Linked DNA regions of Gossypium hirsutum: region 2 is linked to region 1. The links are chromatin contacts, called in public Hi-C maps. All regions are on one chromosome and are shown on one strand. Each heading gives the region's core, a stretch centred on a gene start, on an enhancer-like site or on the middle of the called end of the contact. The rest is flanking DNA. Distances are from core to core; before and after follow the strand shown. Region 1 holds the start of LOC107960003. Region 2 holds the start of LOC107960006 (phosphoinositide phospholipase C 2).

The links. Hi-C and Micro-C count contacts between places; a contact is called where the count stands out from the background.
Region 2: a contact with region 1 is called in a Hi-C map of leaf, with 2.4 times the contacts expected there. The contact joins the promoter of LOC107960006 here to the promoter of LOC107960003 in region 1. A contact is called at or near these places in 7 of 34 Hi-C or Micro-C datasets (leaf and petal).

What each region holds. Positions count from the first base shown.
Region 1 is chrA05:78,797,776-78,805,615 of Gossypium_hirsutum_v2.1, reverse strand. LOC107960003 reads left to right here and starts at 4,875. Exons shown (of 5, transcript XM_041112490.1): 1 at 4,875-5,364; 2 at 5,456-5,579; 3 at 6,775-6,889; 4 at 7,517-7,840. The coding sequence starts at 5,169.
Region 2 is chrA05:78,967,528-78,975,367 of Gossypium_hirsutum_v2.1, reverse strand. It overlaps LOC107960006 (phosphoinositide phospholipase C 2), which reads right to left and starts at 5,238. Exons shown (of 9, transcript XM_016896202.2): 1 at 4,765-5,238; 2 at 4,112-4,308; 3 at 3,817-3,952; 4 at 3,498-3,740; 5 at 3,199-3,419; 6 at 2,804-2,921; 7 at 2,331-2,474; 8 at 2,162-2,248; 9 at 1,518-2,072. The coding sequence starts at 5,061. The coding sequence ends at 1,779. It also overlaps the pseudogene LOC107961015.

The sequences.
Region 1 (7,840 bases), core at 3,626-6,125:
GATGAGGAGGAGAGAATCAGTCATGAACCAATGACACCAACCAAAATGGATGAAAAAGAGGAAAAGAAAGGACAATGAGCAACCGGTTCACCAACAAAAAGGGAGCAAAGAGGGAAGAAGGAAAAGAAACATAGAGAAGAGAGAAAAGAGAGGTTCGGCTAGGAGAGACAACTGAAAGACAGAAACCACAATCCCAAAAGGTAAAAAGAAGCATTCAGCTTACCAGCAATTGACCAAAGTGCGATTTACGTTTTTATGAACCAAAAATATTTAGCCAGAGAGAAAAATGCAAAAGAAAAGTGCCAAAATGAGAAACCGAAACAAGGAATACTCCCCTAAAAGAGTTATAGCCAAAATTCTGAGTAGCTAGAAACCCAATTCGGCACTACCACATCCATACCCTCAAACTCTTTGATTTTCTCCTAATATCTCTCGCTGATTCTCTCCACAAAACACTCCAACATCCCATTCAAACTCTATTCAAACTCTCATGACCAATTCAACCTCAGAGTCTCAATCTAACTCCACTACCTATCTAGCTCAACAGCAAAATAATTACTCCATTGCACAACCCAGGACTCGAACTCAAGTCCCCTAGCAGAAGTAACATGCCACATTGCCACTAGACCACATGCTCTCTTTGTGTCATAAAACAAGCACTACTATTTGAAAAATTTTTCAAAAGCCAAGACTTGAACCCAGGCTTCTCAAACACTCCCAAACCTAGTCAAATCACCAAGCCAGTAAAGCAAACATGCCATTTGTGTCAAATAATAAAAAATTAAAAACTCTAAATTTTTGGGGCGTTACATAGTCTTTATCTTTGCATCACTGGCTCCCCAGAATTCTCTAGGTTGCGATAAACCTTTACATCTTTAGGACCAAACAAAACATAATGTCTTGAAGATGTTAATTGTGCTATTCAAAGAATGTTTTTTTTTTCATCCCGAAACATGGTAAACATTTTCTAACGACACCTCAGTAGCAATATGCTGATGAGGGACTACAGTATTACCAATATAAGCTATTGATAACTTCGAGTTGTTTGTAGTCACTATTACACAACTTCTTTTGTATTTGAAAAATTCTGCAACTTCTTCTTATCACTTGTCATATGATTTGAGCAGCCCAAATCAACAATCTAATCGTTCTCATAATCAATTCGATTGTAAGAGGTATCTCCTCTTCCCTAACAAATAGTGCCTCGACAACCCATTCTTCTTTACTGTTGGCAGTAACAAAATTACTTTCCATGGGCTTTTTCTTTGACCAGCAAGCACGCGTCTTGTGATCCATTTTGCCGCAATTGTAGCAGCTCCTTTTAAAACTTTCTGCCACTATCATAGGGCTTCGCAACTCCCCCTACACAAGAACTCCCTTTATCCTAAAAACTTTTCATCTTGTCCTAGCTCCTTTTTTATCCACCTACTCTTGTTGGCATAGAACGTTTGCTCCTTCCCTTTCAATGGAACTTCACCCATATTTTTCGCTAATGCTTCTTGACCAGCAAGCAAATTCTTGAACTCAACAAGCGATGAATGGGTTTTCCATCTTTGTACTACAGCAATAAAGCATCTAAATTTTGGTCTCAAACTATGGATGATTATCCTCTTCATCCCGTTGTCCTTGATCGGAGCTTATAAATCCAAATCACCAATCTCTCGTGATACGTTTAAATTATATAGGTTTTATTAGCACCTTTTTACTCATAATTTATGCAAATTCTGAGCATGTGGATATCCAATTGAGTCATTTTAATTCATATTAAGATATTAGACATAATTTGAGTGAAGTTTGTAATTTTATACAATTTAGTATTAATTTTACATAATTTTACTATTTTAGGCTACATGTTAATTTTTACTCAATTTTTTGCAGTTGGACCACTAAATTAATTCATGTAGGAGTAAAAAATACCACACATGAACACAAGTTAATTGCTACTTCATGTGGATGCCAGCTCACAAATTGGACTTATAAATTCAATTAAACCTAACTAGAAAGATGGCTGCTGAAAAAAATGAAGTCTGCTCTTAATTGGATTGTCAAAACCGTTCAATAAGGGGGAGAATAACCCAAATTCGGTAAAGGCATGAAAGAGACACACATCAGCTTTGGGGGAATTAATTTGAAGTCCCTACATGTGCAATCACAAATCAGCCTTTAACTTTCACTTTGATTGCCGTCCAACCCATGCCACAAATCAAGCAAGACAATCAAGAAAAAATCAACCCACTCTCCATAATTAATGGTCGGCCAAGCAAGGGAGCAATTCAAAAGGATTTCCAAGCTATTTTTATCTAACTCCCATGCTATTCCTCTACTATAAATACTACATTCAGTTAACTTCTCAATCATCACTCACTTTTCATTCATTACATTTCTCTTCTCCTTTCCACGCATAGGCCTTCCCATTTCCCCATTTTTTTAGCTAGAATTTTCCCTTAAGGAAAACCACTATTGGCCAGCCACATTGAGAAGTATTTTACAAAGGAGTAAACACGAGAACTAGAGGAAGCCACCACGATTGGTCTTTGAAGAACCGCTAAAATCATCAAGAGTTTCTTCTTTCCCATTCTCTAATTTTGTTCTTAGTTATTCAACATGTTCACAAATTGTTTTGATGTTTTTCTATTGACAATGATGACTTAATTTTGTTTTGGCTAGAATGATTGCATTAATTTGATGGAGTTCATTTGATTCATGTTTATGATGTTATATGCCTCAGTTGCTCATGCTTCCAATTAAAATCATTTACGTATTATATGTACTAGCACATGTTTGAATGCATTAGAACATGTTTGAATGCATTAGAATTAGTTGATTAATCCTGACTAGATGGCAATTAATGGACACGATAATTGGAAGGTGCTTGCTTAATTTAGATCCTAATCCGATTAAATTAAAGGTTTGTAATAACTCGGAAGAGCTCTATTACCTTGCATAACTTTAAGTTTGTGTGATTAAATTATTTCAAACCTGATCCGTCCTTGTTACTTCACATAAGTTCTAAGGAATCCTTAGTTAAATGTGGACATAAAAATATACATGTTTTTCTAAGTATAAGATTTTGAAAGAACTTATATTAGATTCCAAGTTTTTCTAAGTATAAGATTTTGAAAGAACTTATATTAGATTCCAAGTTAATGAACAATCAAGTTGCCATGGAATTTTTTTGGAACATTGTTAGGCATGATGAAAAATGAATTAAGTCAAATGTTGTAATTATTCTAGTTTAGTTATGTTATTGTTGTTAACTAGTGAAAATTGTTGCTAAACCATCACCTTGCATTTCATTTTATTTGTATTTAGGTTAACTTTCATTTAGTTAATTAACTTAATTTGACACCTATCACTCAAAATTATATGTTTTCCTTAACCAATTTATGAATAATAATTTTACAATTATTGATTTAAACACAGTCCTTGTGGAGACAATAAATCTAATACTTACGTATTACTTGATAATGATTGTGTACAATTGCACATTTCGTCACGAACCATCTCAGCATAACGGCTTCACCTTGTGAAAAATACTGCAAGATTGTCATGTTATGTTACACCATCAACAAAAATTAGCTCTTAAGAAGTTGAAGCTTCGTGTCGTTTCTCTTGGAGAACAAACTTGCCAATGTATCCCACGCTTCTTTAGGAGTTTTGACATCTCGGATGTGCTCCAGCACGTCTTTTTCAACTGTCATATGCAAAGCGCACATTACTTTGCCCTCTTTAATCTTCCACTTCCGCATCATATCACTTGTAGGCTCTGCCACTAGTTACGTGATTTTGCTTCCGTTCACCACCTCCCACAGGTTTTGGCCTTGCAAGCATGACGTCATACATGTTGACCAAGATTTGTAGTTTTGATTATTGAGTTTCTTAACTCCACCTATGACATGAAGGTCACTCATTTTGCCAAGAGGAAACACATCAAACGATACAGAAACCTAGCTCGGATATCATGATGTAGAACACGCAACAGATAACATAAGAAAACAATAAAAATAAGGGAAGCTAAACTAAACTGATCGATAATTTCTGAAACCAACTGAATGCCTTATATAGGCTTACATCCTATGACAAACTATTATCTTTAAAACTAGAGACGTATCCCATAACAAGCCACTATCCTTAAAACTAAAGATATCCCATGACAAACCACTATGCTAGAAAACAAAACCAACTGATTAAATTAAACATTGATTAAAGACTCAATTAATAAATCAACAAAAAACAATTAACCAGATCAATAGACCAAATATAAACAACATAAACATTGCTAGTGATGCTGTTTAACATTAAGCTAAAGTTGAAATGAGCTATAGTTTAATTTTAAAAATATATTTGTATTCTTTTTATTCCCAAAATTGGAATCGCAAGATTTAGTGTATAGATTCAACACTCAAAAATCAGGTCCAACTAACCCATACTCAAACCTCCAAAAATAGACGGTGAGAATGGTTTCCAACCAAATCAAAACAACTTCAAAACTAAGCTACAAGTGGCTCCAATGGCACGTGAACCAAAATAGATGAATGGCTTCCTCATTATTTCACTCAACTATTTAAACAAGTCTTAAGGGCTAGCAAACTGAAACAAACAAGTAGCTTTCATTTTATTTTATTTTGTTTATTTTGTTTTTTCAAATGTGACTTTTTAACTTAAAAATAAAAAATGGCAACAAAATCCGAATCAAAATTATGTTAATCCTATAATGGTAGGTAAAATTGATCGCCTGAGGCCCAAGGAATCTATCAATATGGGCATAAGATAAGAACGAAGATGGTGAATAAAACAATACGGACATAAATACAAAAAATAAATAAAAAGAAAATATAATTAAAAACAGAGGGCATTATTGTGATTATTCCATCCACCTAAAAGCAAAAATCTCAAAAAACGTAGGCTTTAAGTGAGAGAAAGAGGAGGAGAGCTGAAGATTACAGTTGTTCCGTCATTTAAGATTTCTTTTGCTCTTCCTATTTCACCCTTCCCTCCTTCCTATTATTTGCACTCCTCACCACTCTCCGCCATTGTCGTTTCGCCATTCCCAGCTCCCAAGCTTCACCGAACACTTTTTGGACGCGCTGCGTTTAGAGCTGAGAAAGAAGAAGAACAAGATAAGGCTTATTTTGATCCGCGAGGAGTAAAATTTGAGGAGGTGAAAGATGAATCGGAGCTTTAGGGCTCAGCAAGAAACGGCAATGCAAGCGGCGGTGTTGAAACAACGGCAACAATTAAGAGCTTCGATGATGAAAGAGAAAGAAGAAGAGCTTGCATTGTTTCTCGAGATGCGAAAACGTGAGAAAGAACAGAGTGATCTTCTTCTTAATCACTCCTATGAGGACTTCGACGCTCCATTAGGTGAAGTTTCTAAAATTTCTTCAACTTTTCTAGGGCACTTTTTCTTTTTAATTTTAATTTTTGGTAATTTGGTAATTTCTTGAAACTGTAGGATCTAAACCTGGAACTTCACCGATATTTAATCTTTCAGCATCAACAACGACTCCGCCGAGAAAAGCGGCTGCCGCTGCCGATGATTTTCTTAATTCTGATGGTGATAAAAATGATTATGACTGGTAATTTGTTTGTTTATTCCTTTAATTTAATTTAATTTAATTTAATTTAAGGTATTGTTTGGCTGAAACCAAACTGCAAAAAGGCGCCTTTCGATCTAGAAGTGAATAAAAATTCTGAAGGATTAAAATTGTAATATCTTTACTATTTTTTAGATGCGGAGCAATTATATTAGAATTAGCTTTCAGTTTAGATATTTCTTTATCTTTAATTTTAATATTGATATTGATTTCTTTTAGCTTTCAGGAAATAAGAAGTATAAAGAATAATTACCAAAAGGCAGAAGCATTGGCAACAACCAAACAGAGCCTTGATTTTATAAATCATATTCATGCTTAGCTTAGTTTTGTTATCAGTTATTGGCAGGTTTTCGTATAATTTACTTAATCTTGTCCAATGTATTTTTAAGGCAATAGGAAGAAAAAGGCAAAAAACTAGTAAGAAGGGTTATAATTATTGGTGGCATGTTTAATTGATTAAGTTAATAATTTGATCGTTGTGATGGGAACTTTTAAAATGTGCCCTGGAGTCGCTAGTGGCAACTAGAGCATTTATTTTTTCTAAACTTCAGTTGGCCATTTTGAAATATAATATTAGTGATGATTTGTTATGGTTTCTTTTGATGAATCGATTGCAGTCATGTTTTGGGGATTCAAACTTCAGTTTTCTACTTTTTAGTTGAGTTGAATTATTTTTCATTTTTAGAAACTTGATTCCATTTGTTTCTCATGGTTCTATGTTCTTTTCTGGTCCAGTCTGATCAGATTCAGATGTCATGTTTTGCGAATCCTATTAAGTTCGTTTTATACGTTGCCTTCTCTAAAAGAAGTTAGAACTTTGAAATTTTGTAGATTTTAACTGCTACTTGTGGACAAATCTAGGTTAGTTGCCTTAAAATATTTAAGTTCCAGATTTTCAAACAAGCCAAATGTTCAAACTCAAGAGAAAATGTTTAGATGACAAATTTGTAGATTATGCTTGTAATTAGGTTCCAATGCTTTGATATAAATAGAGAAAGGGTCCCAAGACAAGGACTGAATTCGGAACTTCTTCTCTAATTGGGGACGAAAGATGTGTTAAGGTCTTTCACTTGCTTCAGCTTTGCACTAATCCTTTCTTTTTCCTACATGAATGTAACTAAGTTAAATTATTTTCTTTTAATATGACAGTATTAACAGGAAATCTCTTCCATGTCAGGCTTTTAACACCTCCTGGTACTCCTCTTTTTCCTTCCTTGGAGATGGAGTCACAGAAGACTGTAATGAGTCAGATTGGTACTCCCAAGGCTCGTCCAACTGCCCTGAAATCTAGAGTATGAAAATTTTTCTTAATGCTATGATATGGATTGCATGCCTTTTGAGAAATTTGGATTTTTCAATTACATGATATTGCTGTTTCTGGAAGTAGAAAGTTATCCCGTCACTCATTTATTAAATGAATCTGATCTCCTTTTTCACCTTGTTTTGATCAAATCTTAGCTCTGTTGTAACCATTCCACCGTGAAATTTGATTATTTCCTGCCATGATTTTAGATTAGTCTATGGTAAAAAATCAGCAAAGCTGTAAAGGCTCACTTTTGCATCTACGTTAAAAACCTTCTTTTAAACTTTGAACCAACAAAGATGACTGCCTGATATCTTGGAACTGAATATATTTTGCTTTGCTTATTACTGACTCGCCATTACATGAATTACTACTTTTTTGCACCTTAGTTGGAGTAACTATCATTATTGCCCAAATTCAAAAAGTATTTTGAAGTTTTAAAATCTGTGTACCTGTTAAGATATTATGGATGACCCAAGTTTCCAGAAAGATTTTTGTATTAAATCCTTAAAAGGCTATTTCCATAGTTTTGTTATGTTTTTCTGACCTTTAGGTGTTCTGATGATTGGGTTCATGAACTTATTTGGGTAATGATTTTTGTTCATTGTGTTTATAGCTAGCAAATCCCCAGCCTGAGTCTGCTGCTAGAGGCAACTTAGCACTGAATCAACCAGCTCTATCACCTGGATTGAATTCTACAGGGATTCGGAGGCCATCATCATCAGGGGGTCCAGGTTCAAGACCTGCAACACCCACTGGACGACCTACATTGACTGGATCTAAACCTACGAGATCATCAACACCAACATCTCGGGCCACGTTACAGTCGACTAAACCCTCTATTTCTGCATCCAAGCCTGTAGCAAAACCTTTAACTTCGTCAACTAAACCCACAGTTTCTGCAGCCAAGGCTCCATCTCCTGCAACTAAGCCCACAGTT
Region 2 (7,840 bases), core at 3,989-6,488, 170 kb before region 1:
CTGTGGGCTGGATGGATATATTTGCAATCCATGTATCCCAAGCTTTGGACAAAGTAAATTGCTCACGATGTCTTTGAAGCATCCTAACATTATAGTTTAATAGATATTCTAGTTGGTGACTTTGGCTGCTTCTTTCTGGGAGAACCATTGTAAAAACATTATCTATAATAGCAGCCAAGTAAGCCGCCGCACAAACTAGGGGAACTGACTGATCATCATCACAGCCTCGCACCCTTTTTGATCTTAATGAGTCTATTTTTTTCTTTAAACCCTTGCCCTGCTCTCAGTTGTTTCAAACTTGATGGATGACATTTGAATGGACCGTATGTCGCACTAGTTCCTAGGCAGGAGAGAATATGCATTGCACGTGACAAAGAGCTCTTCAGCTTGAAATAAAGCGGTGGCCAGTTCCTGGTGACCAGTCTGCCACTCAAGCCTAGAAAGGGAGAGAAATATATCTACCAGACCAAGCTCTAGATGGACCATAGCACTATCCGTGGGTTTACTAGTTTGATGAATCTGTCTAAACTGCTTATTGCAGGTAGCAGACAGAGCTTGGATCGCATGTGCATACATTTTTCTCATATCTAAAACTTTTAAATCTGGAGAACTCCTCTTGAACAACGTGCAAGAATTCTCTACACAACACAACTCCCTGAATATCTCCCAATCAACACATCAATGTTATCCTTTTTCTGATATGCCCTCATTAGAGAAAGCAAGATTTGCTCATTATCGGGATTCAGCTCAATTGCCTTCTCAAGTATGCTAATCTTCTTTTCAGGAGTCTGTAAGCGAACACCTTTCTGTCGTTGCATACTTGCAACCTTGTCCTAGAACTCTGCAAAGGCTAGCCATGCTTTTTCGTCATGGGGATGCTCCCTGGCCAATTTGTTGAACTCCCTTCATCCTACCTAGATTCTTCAATGATAGAATTGTTTGAGATTGAACTTTCATCACCACGATGAGGTGATGATTCAATATCAGATAAAGGAATGAAATCTGCAGAAACTGCATGTGAAGAATTTTTCAGGGCATTTAAGTTCTTATGATGTTCGAGTGCGGCATTATTCGGAGACCAGTATGGACCACAAGACTTTAGCTCAGTATCCAAAGCATTAATATCAGCATCCTCATCATATGTTGAAAACCTGTGAGTCCGACCATAAAAACCTTGGGACATATACCCAAGTAATTGTTCAGGATTTTTAAGTTTATAGCGTGGAACATCCATCCAATTTCTTCCGAAATCTTGGGAGTTAAAAGTAAGCATCCTATATCAGTATGTTTAATATTCTTTTTTATGCATATGGATGTACGTATCTTTTGTAATGTTAGTTTAGTACATTTAAGAACAAGCAAACTGAAGAAAATAAAATGTACTTTTCACGAACCGAGGCTTTCATGCAACCTTTTAAACATGACATTAAAAAATTTGCAATTCTTTACTGATTCCTCACCCTATCATTATTATTATGCACCAAGTGGAGATGATAAAACTATACAAAATTCAGCAGTTTAAGAAAAAAAAAAAGTGATCATAACAGATAAATGTTATAGATCAGACTTATTGCTTAATACATAAACAGTGTAAAGGTTCTTTGTCTGTCACATACTTATATATTACAAATTACTGACATGGCAGATAAATTTATTACTGCAAGAGTTAACATGTAATAGATAATTGCTCTGCAGTCTGCTCGCAAGCTCGCAAGTATTATCAAACAATATGAAGTTGGTTTTAGAAGTGCTGAAACTCCAACTCTCCTTCAAGGGGACTAGATGAATTCAAAGTGCATAAGGAGCTTAACGGAATTGTATTTTTCACCCTTCCGGCTGTAAAGGGGCACTGCTCGGATCCCACTTCTTAGCTCGGAAATCGGAAGACATGTTTGGCCTCCAAAGTCATCCTTTTCAGACATGTCGTATTCATGAACTTCAATCCGAAGTAGAGCCAGTTCAGGGACAGTTAAAGGGAACTCAAACACCTCATTCCAGGAAGGCAACCAGTTATCTTCTAAAATCTTTGTTTTTTTCATTACTGAGTCTGCTGGAACTCCTGCAATCCCCACCTGGAGACAAAGCCTGATCAAATTTTCCGAGTTCCGTAGGGTGAATCGAGAAATATAAAGCTTGCTTGAATTACAGTATATCGACTTACCCTCGTGTAAAAGTCTGGTGGTGAATACGCATCAAAATGGGTGTGATGGAAATCATAATACCATCCTTCTCCCATATACACAGTCACCTTTTGAAACCAAGAACAAGAAATCATAATCATTGACTGAATATTTTCAAAATCATCGATCCGACAGCGATCGCACACTCACCTTCAAAGTTGTTTTCACTGGTAACTTGATTTTCGGATCAAAGACTTCCATAGAGTTCAATAGAAAATCTGGCTTTTTCACATAACCACATCCCCCATTGGCTTTGAACATTCCATGCATCAACCATAAGGATCTTCCGTGACCCTATCATTCACCAACAGATAAGAATCTCAATATTTTTCAAAGGAAATTAGGAACAACATCAACTAAATAAAGCATTCATACAATTTCCTTCTAATATCCATCTGGCTATCATGTCTTACATGACAGAACAAAGAACAAAATAGGCCCTGAAGCAGCTTTTCATGTTCTAATTGCCGGATCAAACATGAAATGGAACTTTATTTGAGCAATTGCTCATTAACCAAATAAGAACACTCTATGCTGGTATCATACATCTTTGTCACTCATAATTTTTTGTCATCGGGACAATAAACTGCAAAGCAGGAACAAAAAGGGAGTGGTGTGTAAACCTGCATATTAAATGCAACCATTTGAACTCCATGCATCCAGCCAATTAGTGGGTTGTAATTCGACGAGTCAAAACGAGTACTCTTCGGATACACCCGAAGAACATTCTGCCGCGTAAACCTGTAGCAGTATAAGCAGAATATGAAATCAAAAGTTATAATGCACATTTCAGGCAATTAGAGTATAACACCATATCAATACTAGCTTACTAACACATGAAACAAAGCTTAAATCAAAAAAGAAAAAAATTTTGAATACAATAGATCAAACCATTCAATGATTTGTTAAGTAGTGAGGAAGTAAAAGCTCATGAATCCAGACAGATACGAATTCATTGTGCAAATAACCTCGGGATGATCTCTCATAAATCAAAATTGCTAAATCCTTTGCCAAATACCTTACAATTTGTTTTCCATGAGTTACTACAGCCTTTTCAAATTTTTGCTCACTCATGCTAAGACGTGTCACTTTATCAGGATCCACCCTTAGCCACGAATCAAATCCACCCTTGGGCTTCCCGGCAAGAATGCCGATTAAATGTTTATATTCTGGGGCTAGAGAATGCTGCGACTTTTCTCCATCATCTGTATCTTCCTCATCTTCTTCATCGAAATCATTCTGTCATAAGAGAAATCATGAAGAAAATGTAAATTCTATTGAAACAGCTAGTAAACCGCAATTTGTATCACCAGACACCTTGTAATTGGCTACATGACTGCCTTTAAGGTCCGGAACTTCATTTCCCCAAGCTTCTTCATCACTGGCCTTACCCCGTTGTGAATCATCCTCTTTATCCTTAACTTCTTTCGCCTCCAAGTATTCCTTTGGCGGTTTTGTAGATATGATTATGCGTCTCTTCAATGATTCTGGACAGGGGAACTCTTTGAAGCATTCCGGGCCAGGAGAAAACAAGATCTCTCCAAATGTTTGAGTGACCATCTAGAAGTTAGTCATAGAAGCGTAAATTATCGGAATATCAGACAATTAAATCCACATCAGAAGGACTGAGACTTACCTCAGCAACTTTAGCCTGAAGCTTTGGCGTAAGGTGATCTTCCAGAGTTATGACAACCGGATATTCTGAGGCTACAAAAGCATACTCTTTAATAGACCTCAAACACTTGATGAGTTCCACCGGAGTAGTCAATGTCCTACATGAAGGAAACATTTGTTATTCTCTCGGAAGCGGGGGACAGACATGGACTGCTCCTTCGAAACATACCAAAATATTGCAATGTAAGTATGACAAGTTGCGTAAAATTATCAAGGATAGATCCATTCAAGTAACTCTTTGCAGTTGAAGAACATACCCTCCATGAAGAACATCGACATCATCTTTCGTCGAATTCGGCCATATATCCAATTCTATCACCCGCACACCTCTCTTAAGAGCATTTATGATGGGGACATCACTGCACTCACTACTGAGTTGGTTCCCAGTAAGGTAAGAATTGTGACCAGTATATATGAAATAATGTGACAAAGGAGCACTCATATCATGGTGAACCTGAAATAAAACAAATGAACATGATAGCACAAAAAGAAGAAAACTAAAACAATTTGCTTTAGCAATCAAACAAGAAAGTGAGTTGGCCCCAACTTTTCGCACGGATCGGTATCATCACAGGACCTTCTTCAAAGCTACTAATCCAGTCACTAGACATTACAGCTTGCTGAGCTGAAAATAGGTATTAGTTTCATTTAAATCCCATAGAACCCAACACCAAAGTTTCCAACTAGAAACAATAAGGGTAAGCAAATTATCCTTTTTTAGTAAAGGTGAAAACTCAAAGAGGGAACAAACTTCAAATCACGTATAAAAATGTTCCACTTTGCTCCCAAAATTTTCACAGCATCCAAACAAAAACACAAATCAACTAATTTGGACGGAAGCATTCAAAGCCCAATTAATAAACCTAAAAAGGACAAAGGGCAATCCAAAGAGAGAGAGAAATATGATTACCCCAAGAGAAGCAAGAGGAGGATTAATATCACCAAAGAGGTACTTAAAAAAAGCTTCGAGGTTTACACCCTTTCTATGAAAATGTTTAACACTATCAATAATCTTCTGAGCATCTTCTCTGGTAGCCTTATCTTCTTTCTGAACCTCGACCAAGAACCTCTGCAGCCCATCAATGGTCATTATCCCATTCTCGGAGTATTGTTCGAACAGTTTCTTGATATCCTCTGGTGCCTCTGAAACTGCCAGCCTAAACCTCCTCTGGAAGCAGAAACAAACCCTGTAAGTTTGTTTGGACATTTGTTTTTTCTTACAATTCCCAAATATACAACTGGGAACCAGCAAATCTAGACTGTCTGATTTTGTTTAGTTTTTTAAGTGCAGGTTTCTTGCTGTTTCAACTTCTTGAAGACGATGATGAGTTTCATTTCCAGTAAAGATGGTTTACGACACTTCAGGGGATGTGATGGGATGGGACCAATATGTGAAAGCGGGTCGCACTCACATAGTTAAACATGTGGACCCCGAGCTGCCTGTATTTTATTGCATGAGCATAGTTTTTTACGTCTGAAAGGATCATTTTATCTCTAGGGGAAATTGCACATAAGATAATTAAATTATTAATAAAATTATATTTTGGTTAATTTTAAAAATTATAACATAGTTAATAATTTATTTGAAAATTTTTATTTAAATCAGTAAATTATTTAAAATTTTTTATTTGAGTTATTGAGTTGATATATATATATATATTAAATTTGACTAATGAGCTCCAAATGATAATTCGATAAATGATAAGATAGATCAATATCCAATGACAAGTAAAAAAATATTTCTTAGATCCAAGTCGATCTCATAGTTACTGTTGGAGATTAAAGAATAAAGTTGTTAAGATTTTGATTCGTAAATTTATAAGGTTTAAAGATGTTTCAAAAAAAAATTGAATTGTAAAAAAGAGGGAGAATAAGAGCTTTCAATTAGTATAAACAGTATGAATAAAAAAGTCATACAACAACGATTTTAACAACTGAATAATTTAAATAAAAAATTTTAAATAATTTAAGGATCATTTTATAACTTTTTCTAAATTAAATGAACAAAATTTAATTTATTTTACTATGGTGGGACTGCCAAAAGTCAAATGTGAAAAGTAAAGGGTTTATTCTACTCCAATCACAATGCAGGGAAAATGGTGATGTTTACAGTTATCACTCTTCTGTGTCTCTATCTTAGGCAAGTAAAGAAAGGATTTATATTAAAATCAAATTGAAAACTTTTTAATTTCAGATTTATAGAATATAATTTGTCATGTCTTTGGTCTTCTTTTTGGAGGGATATACCGTTGCTGGGAATTATTATCCTTTCGCTTTTTTATATTTCTTTTTTCATGCTTTGTGCAACATATCTTTTTTTATTATTATTGTAAATTCAAAGTTGTTAGTCAATAAATTCATATCTTATCTTTATTTAAATTTTTAACATATTTACAGGACTCATAAAATCTAACACCTACACACAAAACACGACAGATCGAAAGAAACAGCTAACAGTTGTCACATTAACTTCTTATTGTCGGTATTTTCTTTTTCAAAATCATTTAAGATCTTTTAGTCAACTTTTTCAATTTCATTACAACCAAACAATTTAGTAGAAACCCGCAATTTTGAAAGCACTCACTCTAAAGCTCTTAAAATGTATTTGAAATTTTGGAAATATATTATAATAATAATAATCAGTTCAACAATTATTTTTTCTTATCAAGTACTTGTTGTATGCAATATGAAAGTAATATATGATTAGATATAATTATGATGTTCTAAATATTCAAGTTATTAAGCAATTACACTTGGTCATATCAATACAAGGGTTATATAGATACAAGTAGAGAAATGTATGAATATCAGTTATGAACATATTTTTCACACAGTTTCAGTCGGAAGCAGTCAACGTTGAATATGTTACCATCATGCAATGCAAGCGACAATGAGAGTGATGTTGAGGTCAGAATAGCAGTGATCCCATTGGCTTCCTCTTCCTTCCAAGCTTCAAAACCCATCCTCCACTTCTCAAGATCGAGCTGCTTCCGACACTACACTCAAGATGCATAAACATCTAAAGGAATAAGCTTTAAACAAATAAGAGGACCCTCACAATTAGCCTTCTTCTGCTGTTACAAAAAAGAAAATGATTGTCAATAACACGCACACACAATTTTTTTGGCGAGCAAATGTATAAATCAGCAAGACATTAAAATCACACGTTCAATAACAATCATTCTCCGACTGCAAGTAACCATTTTTTGCTTTGAATAAAGTGGAACAGACTTTCATTGAGAAAAAAATCAAACATATAACCACCAAACTTTTGAGAGCTATATAGAGGGAAAAATTATACTTTTTATTGAAACAGTCAGGAGGAACGCTTATGGATATGGCTTGCCTTCTTGAGCAAAGCCACAATGGCAATTCTAATTTTACTCCTGAGGAGATCAAGTAATTTAACAAAAACTTATGGAGTTTGTTCCGGAACTGCTCCATTGGCTGCTTCATGAAAAACAACTGGAACATACTGCAATGAGTTCAAAGAGGGAAAAAATGAAATTTTCAAGATGCGGGATGTGAGAATTTTTAAATCAACCTCTTCCACTGTTAGAAATTCATCGACATTGTAGTAATTTGCCATTTCGTTTTTCCCATTTTCTCATTGATTCTGGGAACAAGGAGATTGAATTGGAGGAAAGGAAATTTGTGTGATAATTGAAGGGGAAGTGTACGGCAAACGTCTGTGAGCTCTTCTTAATGGGCCAATGCTGAACTAGATTCAAGGTCAAAAAGGGCTTTGACAACTTGGGCCAGTTGCATAGACCTCCTCTTAAGGCCTATTTTACCGACCTTTGCTTTCTCGGTTTATATTACTCTAACACGTCACGTAAGATGAGTTTACTTTTTCACAACCGAGTGTAGCGAAGATGGTCGGATGGAATTGAATTCAGCGAAAAATTTTTAAGTTTATAGAAAGAAAAAATTTTAGTTAAATTGAATTGAATAAAATTGTTTATGTTGAATTAAAAATTAATATT